Linked DNA regions of Mus musculus: regions 2, 3, 4, 5 and 6 are each linked to region 1. A link is a contact called in public Hi-C, HiChIP or PLAC-seq and promoter capture Hi-C data. All regions are on one chromosome and are shown on one strand. Each heading gives the region's core, a stretch centred on a gene start, on an enhancer-like site or on the middle of the called end of the contact. The rest is flanking DNA. Distances are from core to core; before and after follow the strand shown.

Region 1 (4,169 bases), core at 837-3,336:
AGGTCGGAATGATGGTGGGAGGCATGGGAGTATGTAATCGTGTGCCTGGGGTGTGTCGCAATGTTGAGCGGCCTCCTCCTCAATCTGGTGATACTCGACTTAAGTATCGCTCTCTTAGAGCCTTCTACCGGTTCTTATCAACTGGGCCCTTAATGGGTCGGTGAGGTCCTAGCTGTTTCCTCGAGCCCCTTTGCTCCCCTGAAGAATGCATGCAGAAGCCATTTGAGGCAGCATCCGATGTGTCATCCTATTGCAATAAGATGGCTGGGACATTTGCATTTTCAACAACACTCTTGTTCTTTTTGCTGGGAATTGAAACACTGGCTGGGGGTGGGGGTAGGGGTGGGGATGGGAGTTGGGTTGGGGTACACAGAGAGAAACTCTCCCCAACAGCCTCATCCTCTAGGCCCCTCAACCCCAAACAGAGGTGCTACCCATTCTAGACACAAGAAAAGCTCAGCTTCTACAAGGCTCATGCCCATGCATATCACAGACGCCTGCTCTGGGCTGAAAGCTGGCACGCAAGAGCTCTGCCAGTGAGCAACATTAGAATTACAGACATAATAATACTAATTAACTTTCCCAGGCCTGTGCTCTCTGCATTTATTATTTGTAGAGAGACAAAGCCTTAAATAACAGGGCCAGCCTCTTTGGGAGCCCCACTTGGGGTGAGGACTGTCCTCATTACAGCAAGTGAGATGGATGGTGTTCTCAGACCAGGGCACATCATGGGAAAGCCTGCAGCAGGTGTAGCCTCCTTCTTAGCCAGCCCTGAGGCTTTCCACTGGCACCGTGTGGGGCAGGGATGGGGAGAAGAGAATCAATTTCTAGTGGTCTGGCCTCTCCTAAGGTTCACGTCCTCAGCATGTGCCTTCCTAGGCTACAGTGAGCCCCTGTTACTGGTGCTCAGCTTGGCTGCCTGTGATCCGAAGGCTCCCTACTTCTCAGTCCCTGCCTTATCATTTATGAATGAAGAACAGTGAGGAGGGAATGACATCAAATGTCTTTGACCTGGACGTGCTTCAAAAGGTTCCTGAAGCTCCTGGAATCGTATACATATGGAATGTGCTTCTGGCCACTCTCTCGGGGGCTAGCCATCCATGGCTAACTGCTGCTTTCAAAGGGTCTTTGAACTCAGGGTTAAGGTCATGAATGAGTTGGTCCCTGAGGGCCCCTCCACTTCTGCCCATTGATGACTTTAGAGCACTCATTCTCAGCACTTGGGTCGTGACCCCTTTGGCAAGCCCCCATCTCCAAAAATACTTACATTATGATTCCTAACAGTAGCAAGAAGTACAGTTAAGAAGCAGCAACAAAGATAATTTTATGGTTGGGGATCGCCACACCATGAGGAACTGTGTTAAAGGGTCACAGTGTTAGGAAGGCTGAGACTCACTAACTTAGAGCCATCGAAGCTGATGCATTTTGTCACACCCAGCAATGGGTTTGTGGAGACATGTGGTAGAGCCTTGGATTGGAAACACCCTATAAATTAGCTACTTTAAAGTAACTGACCTACTGGGCTTCATCACATGGGTTTGCTGTAGCGTTCCTACCTCTCAGCACCAGCTCTGAGAGCATCCCCAGGTTGTCCTCTATGTAACTTCTATCAATTTGGGGAGCACTTCTGCTGTTGGGCAGCCTGCTTTGTGGTCGTGAGCTAAGATGGTCTCCCTGAGCTTGCTGCCTGGGGGGGGGCATCCACGCTACCACTAAGATGGACATGCGACCTCTTACCTCTTGCACTCACAGAGCGGTAGAGAGCATTTCTTATTGGCAGTTTAATAATAAATGGATTGACTGTTAGAAACGCTTGGGAAGCTCACTCTGGGCTGTTGGACGGATGCTGTGAGAAAATCCAAACAATCACCTTTGAGGAATTCCAGGAGAATCTGGAGACTAACTGGAGATTAATTTCCAGGGACTTCGCAGTGCTTCTAAGTTGATACTGCTGCCACCCAGCTACAGAAAGGATATACATCTCTCTCTGTTCTGAACACCCTTGCTCTGACCACCAGTTCTTAACCATGGTCCAGGAGGTCGCTAGGTAGAATTCCAATGTGTCTCTGAAATAGGATGAAAATGGTTAGATCTTTGCTTTCAGACTTCTAGCGTGTATTCATCATGACTTTTCTTTATGATTGGAGGCAACATTAGTACTTCTATGACTTTTTCCACTGCTAGAAATCACTTTAAATCGAATTAAGGTAGGTGCAGGTACTCAAAAGTTTATGATAGGTAGCCACTTAACTCCAGACCACCAGTAGGTGAGAGGCGGTTTATCTTAGGGTTGGGATCATACACTCTAAAATCAGCAACCCTGCATTTGACCAAGCGTAACATCATATGTACTGTTCAGTTATCTTTCTCTTCATTAAATGCTGTGCTCTGCCTTTTAGGCATGCCTGGGCAACCCTAAGTACCAAATATGGAACTATTGCTGTTGCCCCATGCAGATAGCCTGTGTGGTAGTTGGAAAACTCAGGAAGAAAGGGGTGATGGGATAAGATGTATCAATCAGCTTGCTGTAGACCGAATAATTACTGGAGACAATCAGCTAAGAAGTCTGTTTCTACTGGCTACAGAGTGTGAGCACTTGGCTCTCTCTGTTGCTTCTGCTGGTGAGAGCTTGCAGCAGAGAAGGCTTGTTCATCTCATTGTGGCCAGGAGACAAAGAGACAGGAAAGGAACGGAGTCCCAGGATTTCTACTGCCAGCAACCTAATCCAAGTTTTCACTGCTTCTCAGTAGCCCCAAAACTGGGGACCCAGTGTGCAGCGCACATGGACCTCTGGAGAACACTGAAGATGCAGACTGCAGCAGATAGTAAGAGGAGAAATGGGACCAAAGCGTGGGGTGGTGGAACAATGGTGAGTCAGAAGCCTGGAGTTTCCCTTCTGATGCTGCCTTCATCAGGTCCTGGCTCACAAGAACAGTAATGTGGAACAGCCATGTGAGGGGGTGGGAGGACCGTGCCCTTCCTCCTTAGGTTCTAAGTCATAATGTCTTGATGGCTGGTGGAGTGAGGGGTCAGCTGTGACTCTGGAGTAAACCATGCCTGTTATAAATAGAAGGGTCAAGTTCCAAACTGGGAGGAGGGGTGGAGCCAAGGAGGCAGCCTAGCAAGCTGGGGGTTTTCAGCACCCCTTTGGCAGCAGAGATAAAGTTAATAAACAGAACCATCCCAAGAAACGGTTCCACGTCAGAGTCAGTCGAGGTGAGGAGCCTCTTCCCACAACTTCTTGGAAAAATAGAGACCCAGAGTTTGGAGACAAAAGGAAATAAAGCCAGTCAAAGTGCCCGTATTTACACAGTGGCCTTCACAGAGCAACCATCCAGGATAGCGCACTGGAGTATGAGCTAGGAGCAGGAGAGGGAGGAGCCAGTTCAGATGTGTTCAGCTCAGCTTCCTCCTTCAGTCACTGAGCAGAACTGTTTAAGGAGCAGCCTTTCACCTCCTGGCCTGACTTCCTGCCAGAGGTGCTGATGAGCAGGGAAGCTTCAGAAGCTAGGACCTCAAGCGGTCACACAGTTGCCGTGTCTAGAGACAAGCAAGCATTCTGCCTCCACTGATCTCACATCACACACGTTCACAGTGCCGCCACACTCCTTCCCTGCAGCCCAAGGTCCCTGCAGCTTTCTGCCCAGGCAATCACGTGCCACTCTTTATCTGAGAGGTCTTTATCTTTTCAAAGATGGTCTGTGTTCTTCATCTTTCTCCTCCGTTCTCAGCTTGCCTGGTGGCACATTTCCCACCCTTTCTGCCAGCATGTTCTTTCTGACCCATGTTACTTGGCAGTGTTGTGCTCCATTCTCCAGTCCTACTTCTGCTTTGCTTGTAGATCCTGGAACTGCGCATAGACTCCCTGAAGGGGCTTAGCAAAAGTGGGTTCAACTGGCTCTCCATCCCCCAGCACTCCGCCACACTCCCTTTCTTTGTGAAATAGAGGCTGGATGGTGTCTTCTGCAGTGCACAACCAGGGTCGTCTCACCCAGGCTCTCTCTTCTTTTGTATGCATGGACTCCACCTCACCATCAGTATTTACGAGCACAGTAGGCCAGGCAGACAGCATCAACCCTGCTTTCGAGGAGTTTACAATCTAGAAGGGGGTAGGGTGGAGATGCACTTCATTTAAAATGGCACTGCTGTTTGGTGTTTCCTGAAGAGTG
Region 2 (4,169 bases), core at 1,053-3,552, 210 kb after region 1:
TAAGACACAAGGTCTCAAAGAACCCTCATCACAAGCTGCTCTGAAATCTTGTGTCCTGATGTGAAGACATGACCTAAGAGCTATCAAGCTAAGGCATGACACTAAAAGAATACAATCCCAGAGAGATAATCAGACCTAAACCTGAATTTTGAAGTAAACTATAACTTAAGTAGATGATATCTTAACCCAGCCAACAAAAGGCTAAGAAAGAAAGCATCCAGAGGGATGCTAACCATGGTGAATGAAGGATCCCCAGAGTTTGAGTGCTTAAAAATAAACTACTTTATTTCTTTGTGATGGATAGAGGTTGGTTTAGTGGGACCAGCCGAGCTGGTGAATTTTCTGAATTTGCCTCCATCTTATTTAAGATGGACCCAGAAGTCCTTTAAAGGCTTACCTAAGGTTCTTGGAAATGGTGGGTAGATGGGAGGACATTAGGGTATTCCTAGGAGCAAAGCAACACTCCCAGAACAATTGAGCCACAGAACCCTGGCATGTCTACTGAGCAGATGGCCTCTGTGTAGCTCTCCTGCTCCACTGCTGAATCCCCGGAAGCACAGAACCCTTTATCTAGCAATCCATGAGCAAAGACGCTGCACCAGGCAGGGGTTGGAGGGGTGGGATGGGGGAGTGACAAAAAATACACTCGGAGACATAGGCTTGACCATCATGACAGCTGACTCATGCCAATGAAAGGGGGGCTGGGGTGCTTGGACAAGAAATGCCCTGTGCATGTGAGTGTGTACGTGTGTGTGTGTGTGTGTGTGTGTGTGTGTGTGTGTGTGTGTGTGTGTGTGAGTGTATATGTCTGTTTATCTGTTTCTGTGTTCTCTGTCCACCCAGTAGCTCTATCCTACTGACCCATTCCCTCCAGACACGCAGCCTGGCCAGCTGGCTGGCAATCAGAACAGCATTGTGACATCATGCCCAGAGAAGGTCCTTCTGCCCCCTTCCTCACTCTCTACCATCCTCAAAACAATCCAAACCAACTCTCTATGGGAAAAAAATATTTTTTTTTAGTCAATTACTAAGAAATATGTTACCTAGAAGTATTTTCAGACTACAAGGAAGTATCTAACTATGAACCAGTTCTTTCCTTCAAAAATCCCATTATGTGTTTCCTTGTGTGTATCTTAAAAACAAACTCAGGGGTAACATCTGAAAGTGGAAGGCATGGGCTTAGGCTACAGCACCAGTGGGTGAGATCAGTCAGGGGTGATTGCTGTATGCCAGAGCCCAGTGCTGGGGTATCTCCACAGGAAGATTACCAGGGAAACTGCGACAGGAGGGGCCTTGAGGTGCTCCTGTGAACTAGTGCCACCAAGCAAGCCCAGACATCTAGCCCAGGAAAACAACTTCTTTGGGCACTATTGGCATTATCCTATATTGTGTACAAGGCCTTGGAGACTAAAAAGCAGTTCAGCATCCTTCCATGCCAGTGGCCAAGGGTCTCCATCTCTGAATTGAGGTCTAGGCAAGGCCATGTCCAGCCTGAGCCTAATCTTTTGAAAAAAGTTCCTTTTGGAGAGGATGGAGGACTGCCTCCTTAGATCTTCTCTTAGACACAGTTGGAATTCAGCCTTCTCTAACCTGAGGAGCTGTCGCTGTAAAGCTCACTTGCTTAGCTGTGTGTGGACAACGGTGGGCACACATAGGTCAGGGTGTGTCCTCCAGCCAGGACTTCATAGAGCGGGCTGAAACAGACTACCTGAGAACAAAAAGTAAATAAATAAAACTTGAGCTCCTGCCACAAATCTGGAAGGCCTCACTTCCTCCTCTGTATTGGGGCTGAGTTGTTTCACGCACAACCAGAGGTGGTCACTGAATAGAGCAGGAGAATCTTGTGGGTCCTTGTTGGCCATGTGGCCCAGTGACACCCAGCCCATGTTCTCACTGGAGTTCCTCCCCTGCCAGGCCCATGCTTGTATATTTCTTTCACCTGTTTCCTTATGCCCTGTCCTACCACTGTGTTGTTCCTCTGTTAGCCAAGACCTAGAATACCAGGCTCTTCGTTGGAGACTCATTACAGCTTATCTCTGTCTGCCTTTCTTTAAAGCCAGCTGAACATACCCAATGCTCTCCCTCTATGGTAAGAACAACCCTCCAGACCACATTTCCAGCTTCTGTGGCTCCCCCTCTAGCCACCCACGTCTTATCCACCCTGATTTCCAGAGCCCTGGGAACCCAGCCCAGCTCCCATTGCATGTGGCCACCATGTCCGTTGTGTGCCTTAACTGCCTGTGCTCACGTGAGCTGTGCAAGGGTGTGTGTACAGTGGTGTTCCTCTACTTTCCCAAGCTTCCTCTGGGTGGTGAGTCACCGTGACCCACTGGGAGAGAACTGGACCCATGCTATTTCCTGTTAAACATCCCAAGGATGGTGTGTTTCATCTAATGTAGGAATTTGTGAGGGGTGCTTTTGAGAACTGTGACTAGGGCTCCAGGGAGAAGACAGAAGCAGGGGTGGGGTCCAGCTAGAAGGAAAGGTAGTTCTGATTAGTTCTATGATGACTAGCTTACCCCAAGCTTTGTGTGGAAGGCTGTGAAAGACACACACTGGGATTTGCTGTGACATAAGGGTTGGCCCTCTAGAGTCTCTACTGTCACCCTGAGCCTTAGTCTTATATCTTTCTAAGTTCCTTGAGTTCATTACATGTGCACTAGAGTCATTTTCTATAACATATGGGAAGCAGGAAAACAAACCAGCCAAACCAGCCCTGATTGGGAAATATCCATTTCTTTTGGCTGAGTGGTGGCCGTGCCTCACCACACGACCTTGAAGTCTCCTTGGAATAGCTTCCCCTAAGAGGTCCATCACAGCTTTCAAACAAGGCTGATGATTCCCCAAGCCCCTGACAGCTAAATTGAGAGATGTAGTGGTGGTCTCCATAGCGGCCCACCCCGGCCAAAAAGCTGCCTAGGAAATTTTGGGGGTTTGGTTTCTTAACTCATCAGGCCTAGGTGTTCCAGTGGCACCAGCTTTACAAAGGGTTTGCACCCACAGATGAAAGCCCCACTTAAGCTTGTTTTTTGTTTTCTGGTGGGTGGGTTTGAGTGGGTTTTTTATTTCCTTTCTTAAACATGGCAGAACTGACAGATAGTAAAAGCTCTGAGCTTCCTGTATGCTGCTCTGAGGAGCAAGTTTCCTTCTAAGGACAGAAAATAGAACTTAGAGGAGCCAAATGGATGCAGTGGTTATAGGAGCCAAAGACTTCGTGCGGAGGACCAGCACATTGCTGACAGCTGTGAGTCTGTCCACTGCCTGGCAGCGCTAAGAGTCTTAATGGCAATTGGGGTGATTCCAGTTTTAAAATATAAGAAATGTTCTGACCCTTGTCTGAAAACCAGGACCCTATGGCTTGGTTTCTTCAGAGCCCATCCAGTATGAAGTGTGGGGCTGATTTGGAATATCTGTCCCAAAGTATCCTGCCTCCTCTGGGGATGGGGATAATTAACATGGAGGTTGGATATGTCGCCATTCCAACCTGTTACCCCTTGCATGTTCCTAAAGTTCATTACTTATACCCCTCCAGATAGACCTCAGGGATGGACCAGAAGGCCATAGAAGAACTGAAAGGGCTTGTGGAGCCTCAGGTTTTAGCACTAAGGAATAGTCCAGGGTACGGAGAGGCACAGTGCTATGAGGGAGGCCTGATCTAGAAACACTGTCAAGCATAGCAAGAGGACAAGCTAAAGAGACAGGACAGGACGGGAGAGCAACAGTCTTAAGACCCCCTCCTTCAAGGGGTGCCTGGGATGGGAGCCATAACAGGAATTCCTAGGGTCCTTTCTCTCCTGGTGCTGCTCCCAGCAGGGCTGGGTAGGCTGCACTAGCTTCAGAGAAGGCATAAGGGCTCTGACCAGCTCGCAGGGCTTTGGAACACAGTCGGTTGCTCACGTGAGAGGGGGTCGGGGGAGGACAAGGGTATAAGTTCTTGTTCTCAGGCATGGGAGCAATGGCACTGTGCCTCCAGAGATCTGGCCAGGCCTGTGTCTGTACCCGCAAGCTCCTTCAGACTAAGACACCAGTCATGAACCTTTGGCCCTAGACTCTAAGCAGCCCAGAAATTCTAACCCCTCCTCAGCTCCCCATGCCTCATTGCTGCCTCTATCTCTTTTTCTCTATCCATGATCACGCAGCAGATACCCTGTGTGGCACTCCACAGTAGT
Region 3 (4,169 bases), core at 497-2,996, 200 kb before region 1:
GCTAAGCCCCCCTCCCCCTGCCAGCCCAGGCTCCTGATTCTGAGGAGTACATTATAGTCTTAGGTGCCCTGTGTCACATCTTCTCTTTAGCCCCCAATTACCATTAGTTAGACATATATCAGGTAAAGTATTTGCCAGAAACCTTTCCATTTCTAATTTTGTAATCTTTAATCCCAGTAACAAGTTTGCATCTGAGATGTTTTCAGTCCTCATTCATCAGTGAGGAATCAATACATCAAAGAATCAATTCAGAGGCAAAGTGGCTTCCCTAGGAGGTTGCTAGGACCACACATCTTGGAGTTGGAGGCACCAAGAATTGAACCAAAATTCTGCTATTCAAATCACATGGGGCTTATTCTTCGCAGGGTATGGAGCCTTCTGCTTCCATGTCTACCCCTGATAATGGAGTAAAAAGGGTTTGAGGAATATGTATGTGTGTTTTGGTGTCCGTGACTGCAAGAAGGAGTATGAACAGGGTGAGCTGTGGATCGTACCTCTGTCTTCTGGCCCTGTGCACCACTCAAGGTGGCTTTCTGGGGACCCTTGCTTTGCATCCTGTCTGGATCAGCCTTGTTTTTTTCTTACTCTTCTTCCTCCTCCTTCTACCTATCCTTCCTCTTTTTTGCCTTGTGTTGATACACAGAATCAGAGTCTCTTGGGATTATATGCATTGACTTGGGAAGTGATGTTTAGATTTGGGCAGGTGTGGTTCTTTTGGCTGGAGGTCACTTGAGCAGCAGCAGAAGCCATACAAGGCGACATTTGGAGAAGAAATGTGTGATTCCTTAGACACCTGTTCAGCTTGCTTCGTCTAGGACTTGCACAGTGTGCTCGGATGTCTGAGATTGAGGGAGAAAGGAGAGCTAAACTGCCTGGAGATTTTGTGCCTTATTCTCTCGACCCTGTCGCAGTGCACACTGATGCACATGTTCAGACCAGGGAAGAATCAGGCAGAGTATTCATCTCTCCCAGGCTCACAGCCAAAGGAATGAGAACGACTTGGCAAGATATCATGGGAAATGTCATGGTCCCTTCTGGACTCACTTAAAAAGCCCAAGACCCATTTACTTTTGATTTCAAGACATTTCTATTTATAGTGTTTCGGGAAGCTGGAGTCTAGGAAGATCCTGGCTGTAGGAGTTGTCAGTTGATACAGCGGGTTTCTGCCTTTTCAGGTTTCACAGGGCCATAGCCTTGACCTTAAATGCTCCGTAATGACACATGTTAAAGGCATGGTCCCAGGATGGCCCTTTGGGAAAGTATTGAGACCTATAAGAAATACGGCTCAGTGGGACATCATGTAGTTACTGTGAGTGTGCCCTTGAGGGGGACGGTGAGCCCGAGGCACAGCCCCCTTTTGATGTGTTTCGTTCGTCTATATACTTAACACTATGACATGCTCCTGACCACATCCCAGAGTCATGGGGCTAACACACCATGGGTTGGAACCTCCAAAAATTACGAGCTGAAGTGAACCCTCTGTCTTTTGTATCTTAGTTATCTTCTATGTTTGTTATGGTGACAGAGAACACCGAATGTTAGTTTTCCCAAGTGCTTTATGAACGACTTCGTCAGAATGTTTTATATTAGGACTGTCTTTGAGAAGAGATGGTACCTGGACCATATGGGAGGAGAGTTTCCTTCAGCTTGGGGCAGGGAATGGGGCCTGGCTAGAAGAAAGCCAGTCCTAACTGGAGAGGGCAGTTCTTCTTAGGCGTGTGCCCAGGCTAGTGCAAACCCCAAAGCAGGGCTGCCAAGGAGCCAGAGGCTGCTGAATGGAATGTCAGCAAGCCAGAGGCTCAAGAATGTGGACAGTGGGCAGGGCTTGAAATGAAGTTAGCTTTCTGAGTGAGGGCAAGGCAGCCAGCAGGAAGCAAGATGAGGACCCAGATGTGACCCAGTGACATAAGTAAGAACACAGACTATGTAAGAAGCAGTCAGAGGTCCTGCAAGAAGCCCAGGCCACAGATCGGTCATGTGTTCATGGACTCTGGGGGTGGAGGAGTGGGGGACAGTGTCACAGCCCTCAGAAAGGAGCTGGAAGTTCCCAGCCTGGGAACTTTCCATGTTTGTAAGGAGGGGGTTTGGGTAGAATGGAAGCTTGCAGATTAAGGTAGGGCAAGGTAGGCTGGAGTACTAAGCGGAAGCATCAATTGATCTCTCTCCTTAGAAGACTTAGACAAAGCCAATTTTATTCTCTCTAAAGCTTGATAGGGGGAAAGCTTTGGGGAAAACTCTGGGGTCTGAGTTGGAGTAGATGTTTGTTTAAGTGGTTGGCACAGATCTTTAATCTGGCACTTGTGAGGCAGAGACAGGCAGGCCTCTGTGAATTTGAGGCTAACCTGAGCTACATAGTAAGCTTCAGGCCAGCCAAGGTTCTACACTGTCTGTCTCAACACACACACACACACACACACACACACACACACACACACACACACACACACACACACACACACAACCCCCACTCCCAACAGTGATATCAAGACCTTAAGCTTTCATTTTCTTCTTTTAGGCATAAAGATGGCAATTCTCTTTCCATCTTGTTTCCTGCTCTGTCAATCTCTTAGTATTTGCATAGTGTGCCCTGAAGAGTGGAACACTTGGGTAAACCTCTTGGGAAGACGGTGTGTAAAACTCAGTGGTGACTGTTACCTCTGGGCAGGTGCCAAGGGCCCGAGGTAGCATGCCTTCTTGTATCCTGTATCTTTTCTTTGTGTTGATTGGTTCCTCTGGCTGCCTTCACTATGCCATTTTTTTGGACAGATATGGAGGAGGATTAAAAACTCAAAAGATTTCGAGTTCTCTTAGATCTTGTGCTTCACTCACGGCAAACTCTGCTGGTAGTGTGGGCTTTGCTGCTCATAGCCAGTCTCCTCTGTGGCAGGAAGCAACATTCATGGGTGGCTCAAGCTAAGAAAAATCATAACAATCCAAGTTAGTTTCCTGTTTTACAGGATGAGGAAACTGAGGCTAAGTTATATTTTGTTCAAGTCCAGATAAACCTAAGCCATGTTTACTACAACCTGTGTACTTTGTACACATTCCTGGCTGACCGGCTGGTGGGAGCTAGAAAATGGAGTTTGGGATTTCTGACCACCAGTTTTGTTTTGGTTTTTTTTTTTTTTTGGAAGTGAAAGCTACATTAATCACTCTTTTTTTTCCTTCATTTTTTATTAGATATTTTCTTCATTTACATTTCAAATGTTATCCCCAAGTTCCCCTATTACCCCCCCCACCCCCCGCCCATCTCCCCAACCCACCCACTCCTGCTTCCTGGCCCTGGCATTCCCCTGTATTGGGGCATATGATCTTTGCAAGATCAAGGGCCTTTCCTCCCATCATTCATCGCTTTTGAGACATTTGCACAGGCTTTGAGTAGCAGAACCCCAAAATAGACTTCCCTCTTCCAGGAGCAACTCTGCATAAAAGACTCGCTGGCTTTGGACTCTAGGTTCCTGTCACATCCCTGGCAGTAGCCAGACCAAGGGACCTGGCCGGGAAGCTGGGTATGTCTCAGACGGAGAACAAACACTTGTCATAGAATGAGTCGTATCATTGGGTGGAGAGCCAAGTTTGCAGAATTGGCTTTGTAGTGATGAAGAAGGGAGATTTGCGCTTTGTCTTTGTGAGACAGTAGAGAAGACATCAGGACTCTGTGGGAGAGCTTTAAGCTTATCTCCTTCTAGCCTAAATACATGGCAAGTAAACCCTCTGAAAATAGAGGCGAGTGTCACCAAAACAAAGAAAGCATACATCGTACAAGAAGGCATACTGCCCTCAGGCCCTTGGCACCCACCCAGTCATCAGTGATTTTTTGCCTTGCTGTTGAGGGTATGGGCCAAAGTTTGGACAGAGATGCATTTCAATGGCTTGTTATCTGTCAGCTAGCCTAACATGTGCTGCCCAGGGTTATCACCAAAATGTGAAGGCAGCAGGGATTTGGCAACACATGAGAGACTTACACTGACCCTTCCTGCATAGTCTTGAACCTATCTGAACTCAGTACCCTGTTGCATGTGGAGAAGGACTTAGCCTTTCCTTGCTAACTGTGGTGATGTCTGAAAATAACATCAGCTATATAGCTCCCTAGAGAATCATGTGCCCATGATCTCTGCTAAGACACATATGTTATGGTGGAGTCGCTCATGCTAAACAGCAGACTGCTT
Region 4 (4,169 bases), core at 859-3,358, 190 kb after region 1:
AGCTGCTTAACTCCATAAAACCATACTATGTTCATAAAAAAAAACCTATAAAAAATATGAGGTGTTAGTATACACAAACTTAAAGACTCTCTGCCTCCCAGAGCAGCTTGGGGAATGCAGGGATGATCCAAGGAAAAGGGTTGGTGACTTGAACCCCTCACAGGATGCCAAAGGAGTTCTGTCCTTAGATGTAGGGAAATTAGGCAAAAGACACTTGCATGATAATTAATTCTGCATGCGTATGCAGTGCAAGTTGTGGAAAGGTTTGTTTGGAGTGGTTAAATAGTTTTTTAATTAGATTATATTCCTATCATAACCTGAAATGTCAATAATTACAGAAAATTAAGATAATTTGTATGATAAACACTGAAAAAAGTCCAGTGTATAAAAATATAGCAAAAAGAAAACTAAAATTTTATATCAATGATTAAACAAAAATTAATAACACAAGGGATGTGTTCCCAAGCTGGAAAACTCATTGCTGAGACACTACTTCCCTGCAACATCATATATAGATTCAAGACAATCCCAATTAAAATTCCAAAGGGACCCTACTCCAGAAAAAAAAAAAGCAGAAGACAGGGATCTACACAGCAGACCAGGGGCTGTTAGGATGAACCTTCAGGTTCAAGGTTTCGCCCGTGTGGGCAGCTCTGGCTTGACTATGGAGGGCAGCACAGGGTCTAGTGAAGGGCAGTGTAGCCACAGATATTCCAGTCTTAGCAACAGGACTGCGTACCAGGACATAGTGTGCCTTGAATTTGCTATTGACAGGTTTGGCAAGAACAACTCAAAACAATAATAGTCTTGAGTTAATGAGTTGATGAACCCAGGGCTGCAGCACAGTAGGTCTAGGATGGCATGAGTGTCCCTAATGGGAGACTTTTCACCACTGCTTCCACAGGTTCTTAGTAGGACTGCTAGTCCTGAAACTCACTCTACCCTCCATGGCTAGAGTCATTGTCTTCTAGAAAGTCCCTGGGGCACCGAGTAGGGGACTTAGGGATCCGAGTATTGGTTGCTTAGTAAGGAGTAGCCTAGTGTAGGAGAGAAAACGTTGTCTACCAGAGCCTCCTGGGAACTCAGCAGTCTAGAGTAACGTCAGCATCGTGCGGACATATTCGATGATGAATCAGTCAAAAGGACAAAGAGAAGGAATGAAAGGTGGCTCCAAGCTCCCTGACTTGCCCCTCAGGGACTGAGCCAGTACAACAGTTCATTGACTTTGAGGAGAGTGGGGAGAGGCCAGCCTGAAGGGGCTGCAGAGATGGATTGGGTTTTAAAAGCTATTAAAGTCTTGAACAGGCAGTGTGGACAGGAGCTCTGTTTTCGTAGTCTGCACTACATGTGGCCTTCCTAAGTAGATGCTCCAGGAGAGCTGCTCTGGACTCTCGTCTTCCCAGAGAGGATGTGCATGGTAAGCTAACAGGTGGGGCACTGGGGAGAAGGAACTGGGGGGAGGACATCTGGAGGCTAACAGCTGGCATGGCCAAAACAAGAGACCAAGACAGAGCACGATGTCTCAGGCTAAAGGGCTGTGTGAGGGATGCAGCTACAGAGAAGTAAGGGAGAGGGAACAGAGACCCGGAGCATGCACTGCTTGTCCTGAGAAACAGGAGGGGACGCTAGATGTTCAAGTCCCCTTATTAGTCCCCTCTGTGAGTAGTGAGTGGTTCAGAGGACTATATTTCCTCATAGTCATCTCGACCCAGACAATTTAGTCTAAACGACTTCAGGAGTAAGTAAAACGTTTTCTTTTAAAACTTGAATTAGCCTCTTTTTTAGATGAGTGGTCTTAAACCCTTTCTAGACTTACAGTTTATATGTCATGATAAATATTCTGTAATTCATATTCTATTATTTTAATTCCAAGACATTCAGCATAAAATGTTGAAAATGAGGATTTCTTAGCCATAATGTAAAGGGTGTGTATAGTAAAAGACCCACAGAAGTTGAAGACAACAGAAGAGCAAAGGTACAGGACCTTGGACTAAAAGCCAAAGTTACAGCAGGCCAGTTTTATTTGTACACGGTACCTACATACGTGTTTCTCAGAAGACATGTGGTTACATCACACTTAAGACACAGCTGCCCCACACAGCAGGATATGTGGTATCCCTAAATCTGCAAAGCTGGCTTGGTCACCAGGACCCACTCTGTAGCTCTACCCAGTTCCGCAGTGCCCCCTGGAGGCCGACCAGTGGAATAAAGAGCAGGGTGGAACTTCATAGAGCCTCTTAACTGGATTTAGTTGAAATCTGTTTACCTTAGCTACTAAGAATCAGTGTCTTTCACTGTCAGTGAAACCCATGGGACCACAGACTCACCACACATGTCACTTAAAGAAATAGAAACGGAAAAGAGGAGGGAGAGAGACTAGGACATGCCACAGCCCCTTCTGCTCCTCTGGCCTCATTAGGAGAGCCCAGTGGCCTGTGGGTGTGCAGCCAGCCCCGGCTTGCTTTTTAGCAGCTGATTGGTAAGAAGGCATTCCCCTGATTATTGTTTATTTGTGGTGTGCCCACGGACACCTGACGTGCACAGTGCCCAGCAGACAGGCACAAACGAGCTCCTCAGGAGGGGCCTCCTCGCCACAGCGCTTGTACCCAGAGATTTGCATATTGTTGCAACGTTGTGACAGGTTTCTTTCCTGCATGGTGCTTTTACCGTGAATGATAAAAAAATAATTATATGACTTACATAAAGCCTTAGTGTGGGAAGGGAAGTATTAGCTATTACACTTAATTATTTAATGTGGAAACGTATTCACACTGTGTAAAAGCCCAGTGGGAAGGTACACTGTGGTTCCCTGTCTCTGATCCTGCCACTGGAAAAGAAACTGAAGGCATGAGAAGAGGGATTCCCAAACCCAGAGGGTGTTGAGGCAGGAACTCAACCCAGGCAAAGCAGTGGCCCTCCTCCGCAGGAGGGGCCTTCCGTGAAGCAGGAGCCATCATGAGAGGAGGCAGTCATGGCAGCCACAGTGGGCATCAAGCACTCCCTCAGATGCAGACCTTGCAGTACCTGACACTGCACAGACTTCATATTCCCACAGAGGCACACGCAGTTGCTATTGCCGTGTCCTATGTGAGTGAGCTGAGGCACTGAGAGGTTAAAACGCTTGCTCTCGGCTCTCAAGCCTCATCTCTGAAAGCGAAAGCAGCCCACCATTATGTTTGTGTCTTATTACAAAGGCGGTGCTGGTGGCTGGATCTAATGGTCTTCATAGCATCATGGCTTTGCAGTCAGGCACACATGGGGCGAGCTGATGAAAGAAAGATGCTAAGCCGGAAGGAGCATGTCTTGCCTGGGTTGTGAAGGCTTCCCTAGAGCCTGGGCTATCACACTGTTTAGAGATCTGCAGCAAGACTAAGCTCTTTCCCACTCAAAAAGGGCAGCCTGCTCTTCCAGTACCCACTGGCATTGCTGCCAAAGCCTCTCACTCATAGACTATAGTGCAATGTGTGCTTGAACCTGAAGCTCTTTGCCATGGCTGGCTCCAGGGATACAGCCTTCAGCACTCCAATCATGTCTTTTTGCATAAATCTGTTCATTTATTCTAGCATGGGTAGGGAAAAGCAATAATGTGCTCCTCTAGTCTACCCTGGCACAGCTAAGGCAGAGGGGGACAAGCTCCTGAGTCCCCTGAAAGGAACTTAACCCATAGCCCCAAATTCCATGTGCTCTAGTGAGCGGACCACGAGCTTTGGGGATTAGTTTCAGGTCTGTGGACTCCATCCTCGCACAGTTCTAGGTGCTTGGTGGCTCAGATCATGTGTGATGAGATAAATATATCGATGCCTTAGAAATTTTTCCAATGGAACTCCAGGACAGGTGTCTATGAAAAGCACACATTCCCAGGTCTACGTGCTCCTCTGACCATCCTCGGAGTACCCTATCACTATCCCAGCCAGTGCCTCCTCAAAGCAAGGACGCGACCCTGGCCTGCTCTTGCCAGCTGTCCTACAGTGACCGGCGTTTGCTGCAGGAAGCTGTCCAAAGCTTCTGAATTAGCACAGCACAGGATGAGCCTGATGGAAACACAGAAGTCCTCGCTGCCTTGCAGGCTGTAGATCATGAGCAGCTGCGTGCTTGGTTATGCCTTCTCCATTAGACGCCGCTAATCTCCATGATTAGTTATATCTAAGTGGCACCCTGATGTAATACGA
Region 5 (4,169 bases), core at 784-3,283, 170 kb after region 1:
GCGCAGAGGTGGGAGTGAGTGGTGGAGTCGCTGAGAATGGAGCTTTTCTCTTCCTTATAGGGGAAGAGGATGAAGAGGAGCCAGAGATGCCTGTGGGGCCACGCCCCCGGCCCCTGTCTGAGCTGCACCTTAAGGAAAAGGCAGTTCCCATGCCGGAAGCCAGTGCATTTTTCATCTTCAGCCCAAACAACAGGTGTGTAAGGATGGCGGGAGGAAAAGGAGCTCTCTTTTTTCCCGGTCCCAAACCTAGTGCATGCCTGCATCTCACGTACCGAAGCCTGAGTGCTCCCAGCTCCCCACAACTTATATGGAGACAGAGTCCTGGATTGTAAATCAGTTGGTCTACAGTTACTCCCCTCACCAGGTTTGAGTGTATAAAGTATTCCTACTTGGCCAGTGTTGCCTTTCATACATCAGTTTACACTAGAACACCATAGGCTAAGCAGTACCGAAATCATCCTGCTTGTGTATTAGGACTGAGGGGACAGGCCCTGGAGGCCCGAGTGGTACCCATCTTTTCTGACATGCCTTTCTCTCCTTCCCACGTAGGTTCCGCCTGCAGTGCCACCGTATTGTCAATGACACGATCTTCACCAACCTCATCCTCTTCTTCATTCTGCTCAGCAGCATCTCTCTGGCTGCTGAGGACCCCGTCCAGCACACCTCCTTCAGGAACCATGTATGCACTCCATTTTGTTCTGTGTACCCTGTCCTTCTGAGAGTGGAGCAGGCCCACGGCTTCTGCTGCTGCTGCCTTCCTTGCTCAGTTAGGAGGCCTGTTGCAAACCTCACAATCCGTATACAGTGACGATTCCCTTAAGAGATTAAGACTTTGGTAGAAAACCCAGCCTGGGATTTTTCACTAAGCAAGTGAGCATGTACCTAAATGCATCTGATATGCTAGTTGATAATGGACAGTAGTCAGGCATCCTGTTGCCTGTGGATGTTCCCCAGGAAGCTCGAGTTGCCTGTAAGTCAGCAATGAGGCCACTGGTTTCATGCCCTATTCCCATTTCCTCTGACCAAGAAGGAGTGTTGGCAATTAGGTGCCAATGGTACAGCTGACATTCTAAGATTCTAAGAAAACTGTGATCATCTTTGATAGCGGAAATCTGATTGGAGCTATGTGCCCAAGGTTCTGGTGATCGATATTAAATACCAAAATAAGAACTACAGTGCCTCAAAAGCCCAAAGCTTTATTAAATCTCAGCCACATAGGCACGAGGAAAAGAGCCACTGCTCCAAAGCCGTGTTCATAAACAAAGCTCTCAGCTCTGGGATCCTGCCTGTTCCAGGCTCTCTTGCTGAGGTCAGCAGGAGTGGCCTCAGCCCTGGTCCATCTACCAAGATGAAATCAAGTATCAATCAGTTTGTCCTCAGCCTGGGCTGACCTGGAGGACTTCCTTCCTAGGGCCCAAAAGGCCATGACAGCAATGTAAATGTCCTCCTCTGGCACAGAATGCCACACCATGGGAGCATCTGGGTGGCCCTGCAAAACCAAACCCATCCTCTGGTCTTTTGGCCAGCATCCCATGGTCTGCTCTGGGTTTGTAAGTAAGTGGGGTTGACGAAAGCAGCATCCCAGTAGATGCTGCTGCTTACATTACACCCACGTCCTGCTGAGGCCTGACCTGGAAGCTCCCCACACCTGCCTGCAGACACCACACAGAGCCAGAGCCCCCTGCGCTAGCCCCGAGTGGGAGCTAATGTGTTTCCTACCTGTCTCCCTGTGCAAAGGCTCTGGTGGTGCGGTGGGGCAGGGATGCACCTTGTTTTGAAGTGCTTTTCCTTTTCTGGTGAACATCCACTGACCTCTCCCCCTGCCCTGCTTGTGCCCCGCCCCTCCCCCTTGCCCTCCCCATCCTGTTTGTTTCTGTTTTGCAGATTCTGTTTTATTTTGACATTGTTTTTACCACCATTTTCACCATTGAAATTGCTCTAAAGGTAAAGCCCCGCCCCCCTCTCTCTTCCTGCCTCTCTCTGCCAGTCCCAGCTCTCTGCCGGCTGCTGTCTGTCTTGTCGCTAACACATGCTCCCCTGTTGGTGTTGGGTGCACTCCCAGAGCCACTAATCCAATTCTGCTTATTTTTCAGATCCTAGGCAATGCAGACTATGTCTTCACTAGTATCTTTACATTAGAAATTATCCTTAAGGTAATGCTCCCCTGAGCCGTGTGTCTGTCTCTCTGTGTCTCCACTCTGTCTGGCTGACTCTTCTGTCTCCTTCACTCTCTGATTCTTGTGCTTCCCTTCATGCTATACCACTTCGTCCCAGCTCCGATGCCAGGAGAATCCTACCCTGTCACAGTGCTCCCTTCTGCTCACTTAGCGGCAGTTTAAGGCCTAGGAAAGTCACACGCTGGCTGTGTCACCATGGGTGCTGCCCCATCACTGGCTGAGCATGGTGGCTGTCAGCGGTGCTCAGTTCGCATGTACCACTTATAACCAGTCGGTGGCCAAGCCCTACTTGAAATTCTCTCTCCTTCCTCCTGCATAGAGGAAATGCCACACAAGCTCTAAAAAGGCAAAACCTCTGGAGCAAGAAGGAGTCACTTTGGCCCCTCTCTTAAGAGCCTTATCATCAACACCTTCATCCCAACCAAGGCAATCACAAGAGCTAAGCAGACATTGGGGCCATGTAACAGTAATGGTGGACCTGAAGCAAGATTGGGAGCCAGCATCCCAGCTGGATCATATAGCTAACAACTAGAAATTGTCTTTAACCCTTTGGTAGCCTGCTGCTCTAATCCCCTGGTAACCCGCAGTTCTGATGAGAGGCCCTGTAAATCAATGCATGGCTTTGGCGGTGCACCTGGGCTGTAGGACCTTGGGTAAGGTTGGCTTCTCTCTGGGCAAGGTGGAGATTCTACACCTTTACGCAGACCAGAAGGGTCATAGTCTGTGAGCACAGGCTTAAGCATCTTCTCGGGACACTTGCCTGGGATGGCCTCTCCCCAGAAGCTCAGGCCTCTCTTTAGCTCATCCTTGGTGTAGACACAGCTGATGTCCGCTCTGTGCACCAGTGCCAATGACAGACCCAGATGAAGCCCTCATATCATGCCCATCCTTTTAGTGGGCTTGACATTTCTGCCTCATCCAGATACGACTTGAATCGGGAGGGTCTGCATGCCTCCCGGGTTGTCCTTAGACCTCAGAGGCTCTGTTTGCTGACCCTTAGCTTCCCTTGCTCGCCAGCTGCGTGGCGCAGATTTGTCTTTCCTGATCAGAGGGTAGGTGGGGGAACAGTGTCCCCTTCTGAGAGGATCTGCTTTGCTGTTGTACCCTAGACTCAGGGTTGCATGCAGGTACTGAGAGCTCTTTCCCAGGACACGGAAATCTCTGAGGCCCAGTTCTCAGGAGCCCAAGCCGAGCTTCGCTTGAGGATTTCAATGGTGCTTTCTCCTTAGGATTGCCATGCAAGCAGAAACTCTTCTCAAGCATTGCCATGGCAAGCCCTTCCCCCACTTCTTCCTTCTGCTTCCAGTCTCTTTTATGCTCACTGTGCTTCTGAACACCCCTCCCTGCATCCCCTCTGCCTCCCATGCCTCCCACACTTGGGTTTGTCTGCCCAGCCAGGGGGGTGCCCTGTATCATGCCAAGGCACTGACTATGATGGTGCCCAGAGCTTCATTTGGGTCTGGGGCCATTTGTCTTTAAAGGGACAGGATGGGTGGGAGCACACTAGCTAGTCTGAGTAATGGAGAGGTTTTTTCCATAGAAGGAAAGCAGACTCAGGGCCAGCTATGGAAATGACCAAAGTGAGGAGAGGATTTCTCCTTAGAGGTACGCCTTGGGAAACGTGGCTGTCTCAAATTGGATGGTGAGAGACAGCTTCCCCTCTAGCTTGGAACTTGGAAGCTTGTGTCTCCTAGCATACCTCCCAGCTCCATATATAGATGCATAGTCTTAGGCCTTTCCTGAGAAAAGCCTTAAAGCTTTCAGGAAGCAGGGACCAGGTGGGTGACCATCAGTAAGTAGCACAAGGTAGAAGGCCATTTGTTCAGGTATCTGGACCTGGTGTTTTCTGGCACCACAAATCCAAATAGACTTGAAAAAAAAAGTTGTCTCTTCCAAGTATCTCCTTGCCCTTTCTCAGAACCATTCTTACTCTGTTCTCGCCTGAGCACAAGTCCATTGCTTTCATCCATCATTCTCACGCATTCTGAAGGG
Region 6 (4,169 bases), core at 1,191-3,690, 130 kb after region 1:
TGAACTTTAATTTCATAGAATAAACACTACTAATAGAAATGACCTACTCTAAGCCACCATGCTGAGTCTAAGCTACAAAACTCCCTTCTGAAAGTCTAGCCTTCTGCTGCCTTGATATAAAGCATTGGGTGTTGCTTGGGCAGATTGGCTCCTGAAGAATCAGGTTTAGATTGGCTCCTGTTGCTCTGTTTAGATGGGAGTGTTGGGAGTTTTGAGAAGAAAGATGCTATCCTGCAGGTTCTCTTTGAGCCATATTTAAATGTGGTTTGTGTGTGTGTGTGTGTGTGTGTGTGTGTGTGTGTGTGTATGTGTGTGTTTTGTGTGTGTGTGTATATCTGTGTGTGTCTGTGTGTGTGTCCTGCAACTAGACACTGCCATTCTTAGTGTCTGCCATATTGTATGAGGCCCAACCCATGAGTTTGGTGGTGGCTAGTGACCTCAAGCCCACCACTTCAGGTATGGCCTAAGTGTCATTGCTTTATGACACTGTGCAGTGCAGGAAATAAAATTGTCCTCGGGTCCAACAAAAAATCTGAGTAGCAAAAGAGCCCTTTTCGCAAACAATCTAGACTCCAGCCTTGGGTTAGAGCTGGTAGGGGAAAGAAAGGAGATGAAGTCTCGCTATGAGAGCTTCTCTCGCCGTGGTCAGTGAGACAGATGCAGAGGGAAACCCCCCACGGCCTTTCTGTTGAAGTTGAGGGCAGTGGAAGGATGTGACTGTCAGTCTTACCCAGGTGTGTCTTGTAAGGGAAAGGCCTGGTCACCAGAGTCCCTCCTGCATCCCACTCACATGCAGTGTCTTGGCACCTGACTTCTCCAGCCTGTTGAGGACAGTGCCAGGGCCCAGCTCCCATAGACAGACCAGCAGATGGTGCCCGACTGGCCCTGGGCTAGGATGGTTTGTCATGCACTAATGTTCTTCTCTTCTCTTTCTGTCCCTACTCTTGATGCCTCCTCTTCCCTCACAGTGAGCATGCCCACAAGTGAGACTGAGTCTGTCAACACTGAAAACGTGGCTGGAGGTGACATCGAGGGAGAAAACTGTGGAGCCAGGCTTGCGTGAGTACCCGTGGCAAACTTAGCGCTGAGTTCTTCCTGGGGGACAAGTTCTTGGGGACGACCTGGGAAGCTGCTTCTGGTGTTGAGTGGGATGGCTCCGCACTGCAGTGTGCAGAATCAGAACATGGGTTGACAATCTGTGCTCTATGTGGAGAGAAAGGAGGCCTGGGGTTATGTAATGGCTTCATACGTGGTACTGGGCTTTTCAAATTCAATCCTGTCTTCGGCACTTCTGTGAGGGCCACAAGTCTCACATGCTGAGGCCCTTTCACCTCCCCAGTGAAGCACAGAAGGTAGGGTGCTCTGATGTGCGTTTTATCCCACACACACCTTTCTTTTCATGCAAGCCAGTAAGTAGGTCAGGGTCCCTGGCGTTACATGGCCACCCTTTCCATTCTGACAAATATGGCCTCAAAGAAAATCATCAGCTAAGAAACCAGGTGATGACCAGCCAGGTGATGACCAGCCAGGTGATGATCAGCCAGGTGATGACCAGCCAGGTGATGGATGACCAGCCAGGTGATGACCAGACAGGTGATGACCAGACAGGTGATGACCAGACAGGTGATGACCAGACAGGTGATGATCCTGTTGCTCCTATGAGGTTCAACCTGCCCTTCTAATGAGGGGGAGCAAGTGCAGTGAACGGCCTGCAATGCCCTCAGACTAGGTCAGTAGTTCTCAACCTTCCTAATGCTGCAACTTTTTCATACAGTTCCTCGTGTTGTGGTGATCCCCAACCGTAAAATTATCTCATTGTAACTATAATTTTACTACGGTCATGAAAAGCAATGTAAATATCTGATATACCTAGCATCTGATATGAGACCCCCTAAGGGGTCAAGACCACAGCTTGAGAACCACTGGTGTAGTTTTTACAGCACGAATCCCTGGTTTCTAAGAGTTGGCTTTGACCTGGGACTTAGCCGGATATGAGGGAGCAGGAGCTGGTATCCGTGGGAGCAGTTCACACATGGATTGTCACAGTCTGGAACCCAGAATCAAGTCATCCATGTCAATGACCTAAACAAAGGGGGAAAACTGATTCATTACTAAAACTTGCAAAACTGATTTGATTAGTCCTGTCTCAGAGAGCAGAGCCTGGGGGGTTTAAGCTTCACTCTGGAAGACGATGAATGCTTTTTTTCGATGGCCCTGGGCATGACAACTGTAACTGTGTCTTGGCCACTGAAAGGAATTTCAAACAGAAAGCTCTGAGAAGGATTAGCCCAAATAAAACATGTCTCCAAATGCTCCGTGAGTAGCATTTGCATGATGTGCCTTCCCCTGCATCGTGACTCACCGATGCTCGCAGCTGCGTGGACCCAACCTTCTCACTACCGTAACTGCGGGCCAATCTGAGTGTGCCTGTGAGCGAGCCAAGAGGGAGGTGAGCAAGGCTGGGGAGCAGAGAGAGCTGCACCGCAGCCAGGTTCCAGGGTACACGGTACATGGGGCTGTGACATCACTCACTCTGGCAGTGGCACCAGGGAGTCTGCACTGCAGATCTCTCGGCATTATCAAGAAGCAATTATTGTCCAAGTGCTGTTAAAATATGGTGCTAATTACATTTGTAACAGCGCTCCCTGCTATCTTCTTCTTCTACTTCTCCCTTTTGGAATTGTACAAAATAAACACTTGGGTTTCTAGAAGTGGCCCCAGATAGCAATGATGAGGGCAGGCATATGTGACCCTTCTAGTCAATAAGTTCTAGGCCTTTCTGTTTGCTAGACTTTAGAGATGGAGAGTTCAGAGAAAAGATCATCAAGGTTGTTACAGTGCTTTGGGACATGGCCCAAAGTATAAACCAGGAGGGACTGGGGAGCTGGCGTTGGGAACTTGCTTAAGTGCATTTTAGGAGTACATGATGCTGTTGGAAAGCAACCATGATTATCCCCTGTGGAGGGAAACTGGCATCTGCTAGTCTATCTGTCACCTCCTAGGAGGATGTGTTCTCCTGGCTTCAACAATGATTCAGGAATGGCTGCTCTTATTCCTGTGCAGAGCCAAGTTGATGCACATCTTCGCTGCATACCAAAGATACAATTGCTGCGCCAGAATTGTAACACGCACTTCATCTACTGCAGTCTTTGCCCATCTCCCAACAAGACAGCAATGGCTAAAACTGCCACTCTTCCCGTCAGTCAACTGGCTCGAGAAAAGAAGCAGGCTGCGGGCAGAGAGAGAGAGATTCTTGTTTTATAAGCTCTGAGTTAAGAGTCTTGAGGTCAGGATGAGGACCGGCGTGTAAGGAGAAGGCTGGGGTAAAGAGGTTGCCCGGGTGGTAGGAGAGTGTAGCTGCAGTGTCCTGCAGTGCAGTACAGGGAAGGAGACAAAGGAATGACTCACCAAGCCTTGGTAAGAGAAACTGATAACAAGGCTGAAACAAAGCTGAAGAGGGGTCCAGCCTAGAGAATATACAGGTGCAAGATGGAGAGCAGGGGAGGAGCTCTGAGTGGAGGTGGAAACTGGCATTTGAGCCCATTGATAAGGTCATAGGACAGAGTTTGCTCAGAAAGATGGGGCCAGAAAGGAGACCAGGATGAAACCTTGGGGAATATGATACCCAGAGTAGGAAGAAACAGACCATTATGCTGGGAGATGTAGGAGGGAGATGTCAAGAACGTTCTCTTTATGAGAACCTTCATGGCAGCACACAGCCTATGTTGGATGGTAGAGATGGTAGTCGTCCAACAAAGTAACACTGACTCCATGGAGCTAATCATCTAGTGTGGAAGAGGCCCTATAATGTGGGCTGGAGAGATGGCTCAGTGGTTAAGAGCACTTCCAGAGGTCCTGAGTTCAAGTCCCAGCAAACACATGGTGGCTCACAACCATCTGTTATGAGACCCGAGGCTCTCTTCTGTTGTGTCTAAAGTCATAAAAATAAAATAAATAAATTGTTGAAGGAGAAGGAGGAGCAGGTTAGGAAAGTTATTTGAAGGATTGAAATTTAAGCCAAAAACTAAAACTGAATATAAATACTAAAAGCCAGGGGCAGCATGAATGTGAGGGACGGTGAGTGGTTCAGCTGGCAGGGCAAGGGCTGCTGCTATCTCTACAATGAACTTGGTCTTTGTTACTGAGCATAAGTTACTGAATGGTTTTAA

Evidence for each region. Promoter capture Hi-C pulls out the DNA fragments that hold promoters and counts their contacts. HiChIP or PLAC-seq counts read pairs in DNA pulled down with a chosen protein or histone mark. Hi-C and Micro-C count contacts between places; a contact is called where the count stands out from the background.
Region 2: a contact with region 1 is called in a promoter capture Hi-C map of the 3T3-L1 cell line, with 2.9 times the contacts expected there. The contact joins the enhancer-like site here to the promoter of 1700080F18Rik in region 1. A contact is called at or near these places in 11 of 39 promoter capture datasets (the 3T3-L1 cell line, 3T3-L1-derived adipocytes, the HPC-7 cell line and 7 more), 1 of 484 Hi-C or Micro-C datasets (the N1E-115 cell line) and 1 of 9 other capture datasets (adipose tissue).
Region 3: a contact with region 1 is called in a CTCF HiChIP or PLAC-seq map of the NIH/3T3 cell line, with 14 read pairs. The contact joins the enhancer-like site here to the promoter of 1700080F18Rik in region 1. A contact is called at or near these places in 2 of 39 promoter capture datasets (the 3T3-L1 cell line and hippocampal neurons), 1 of 15 datasets of contacts at CTCF or cohesin (the NIH/3T3 cell line) and 1 of 484 Hi-C or Micro-C datasets (the HL-1 cell line).
Region 4: a Hi-C map of cerebellum shows a contact between it and region 1, with 4 times the contacts expected there. The contact joins the enhancer-like site here to the promoter of 1700080F18Rik in region 1. A contact is called at or near these places in 7 of 39 promoter capture datasets (the 3T3-L1 cell line, 3T3-L1-derived adipocytes, cranial neural crest and 3 more), 1 of 15 datasets of contacts at CTCF or cohesin (the NIH/3T3 cell line), 21 of 484 Hi-C or Micro-C datasets (the HL-1 cell line, the MC3T3-E1 cell line, the N1E-115 cell line and 12 more) and 2 of 9 other capture datasets (adipose tissue and embryonic stem cells).
Region 5: a promoter capture Hi-C map of hippocampal neurons shows a contact between it and region 1, with 3 times the contacts expected there. The contact joins the enhancer-like site here to the promoter of 1700080F18Rik in region 1. A contact is called at or near these places in 6 of 39 promoter capture datasets (the 3T3-L1 cell line, 3T3-L1-derived adipocytes, cranial neural crest and 2 more) and 2 of 484 Hi-C or Micro-C datasets (frontal cortex and reprogramming fibroblasts).
Region 6: a promoter capture Hi-C map of hippocampal neurons shows a contact between it and region 1, with 2.5 times the contacts expected there. The contact joins the enhancer-like site here to the promoter of 1700080F18Rik in region 1. A contact is called at or near these places in 2 of 39 promoter capture datasets (the 3T3-L1 cell line and hippocampal neurons), 2 of 484 Hi-C or Micro-C datasets (the N1E-115 cell line and nephron progenitors) and 1 of 9 other capture datasets (liver).

The regions. Positions count from the first base shown.
Region 1 is chr6:118,838,505-118,842,673 of GRCm38.p6, reverse strand. 1700080F18Rik (a long non-coding RNA gene) reads right to left here and starts at 2,086. Exons shown (of 2, transcript XR_003956354.1): 1 at 1-2,086. All of the region lies in intron 3 of Cacna1c (calcium channel, voltage-dependent, L type, alpha 1C subunit), which reads left to right.
Region 2 is chr6:118,628,319-118,632,487 of GRCm38.p6, reverse strand. Cacna1c (calcium channel, voltage-dependent, L type, alpha 1C subunit) reads left to right here. Exons shown (of 47, transcript NM_001159534.2): 31 at 2,057-2,089. Among named protein-coding and RNA genes, the nearest start is that of Gm38887, 34 kb to the right of the region's middle. Within about 2 kb of position 2,302, at least 12 of the 459 cell types and tissues checked have an H3K27ac peak or open chromatin away from gene starts, as enhancers often do.
Region 3 is chr6:119,034,903-119,039,071 of GRCm38.p6, reverse strand. All of the region lies in intron 3 of Cacna1c (calcium channel, voltage-dependent, L type, alpha 1C subunit), which reads left to right. Among named protein-coding and RNA genes, the nearest start is that of Gm50599, 22 kb to the right of the region's middle. Within about 2 kb of position 1,746, at least 61 of the 459 cell types and tissues checked have an H3K27ac peak or open chromatin away from gene starts, as enhancers often do. A contact at or near this core is called in the NIH/3T3 cell line, where this site is marked.
Region 4 is chr6:118,644,865-118,649,033 of GRCm38.p6, reverse strand. The region is part of intron 29 of Cacna1c (calcium channel, voltage-dependent, L type, alpha 1C subunit); the gene reads left to right. Among named protein-coding and RNA genes, the nearest start is that of Gm38887, 51 kb to the right of the region's middle. Within about 2 kb of position 2,108, at least 10 of the 459 cell types and tissues checked have an H3K27ac peak or open chromatin away from gene starts, as enhancers often do. A contact at or near this core is called in the N1E-115 cell line and cerebellum, where this site is marked.
Region 5 is chr6:118,672,330-118,676,498 of GRCm38.p6, reverse strand. It overlaps Cacna1c (calcium channel, voltage-dependent, L type, alpha 1C subunit), which reads left to right. Exons shown (of 47, transcript NM_001159534.2): 19 at 61-193; 20 at 550-679; 21 at 2,094-2,153. Among named protein-coding and RNA genes, the nearest start is that of Gm38887, 78 kb to the right of the region's middle. Within about 2 kb of position 2,033, at least 5 of the 459 cell types and tissues checked have an H3K27ac peak or open chromatin away from gene starts, as enhancers often do. A contact at or near this core is called in hippocampal neurons, where this site is marked.
Region 6 is chr6:118,710,147-118,714,315 of GRCm38.p6, reverse strand. It overlaps Cacna1c (calcium channel, voltage-dependent, L type, alpha 1C subunit), which reads left to right. Exons shown (of 47, transcript NM_001159534.2): 10 at 969-1,059. Among named protein-coding and RNA genes, the nearest start is that of Gm38887, 120 kb to the right of the region's middle. Within about 2 kb of position 2,440, at least 16 of the 459 cell types and tissues checked have an H3K27ac peak or open chromatin away from gene starts, as enhancers often do. A contact at or near this core is called in hippocampal neurons, where this site is marked.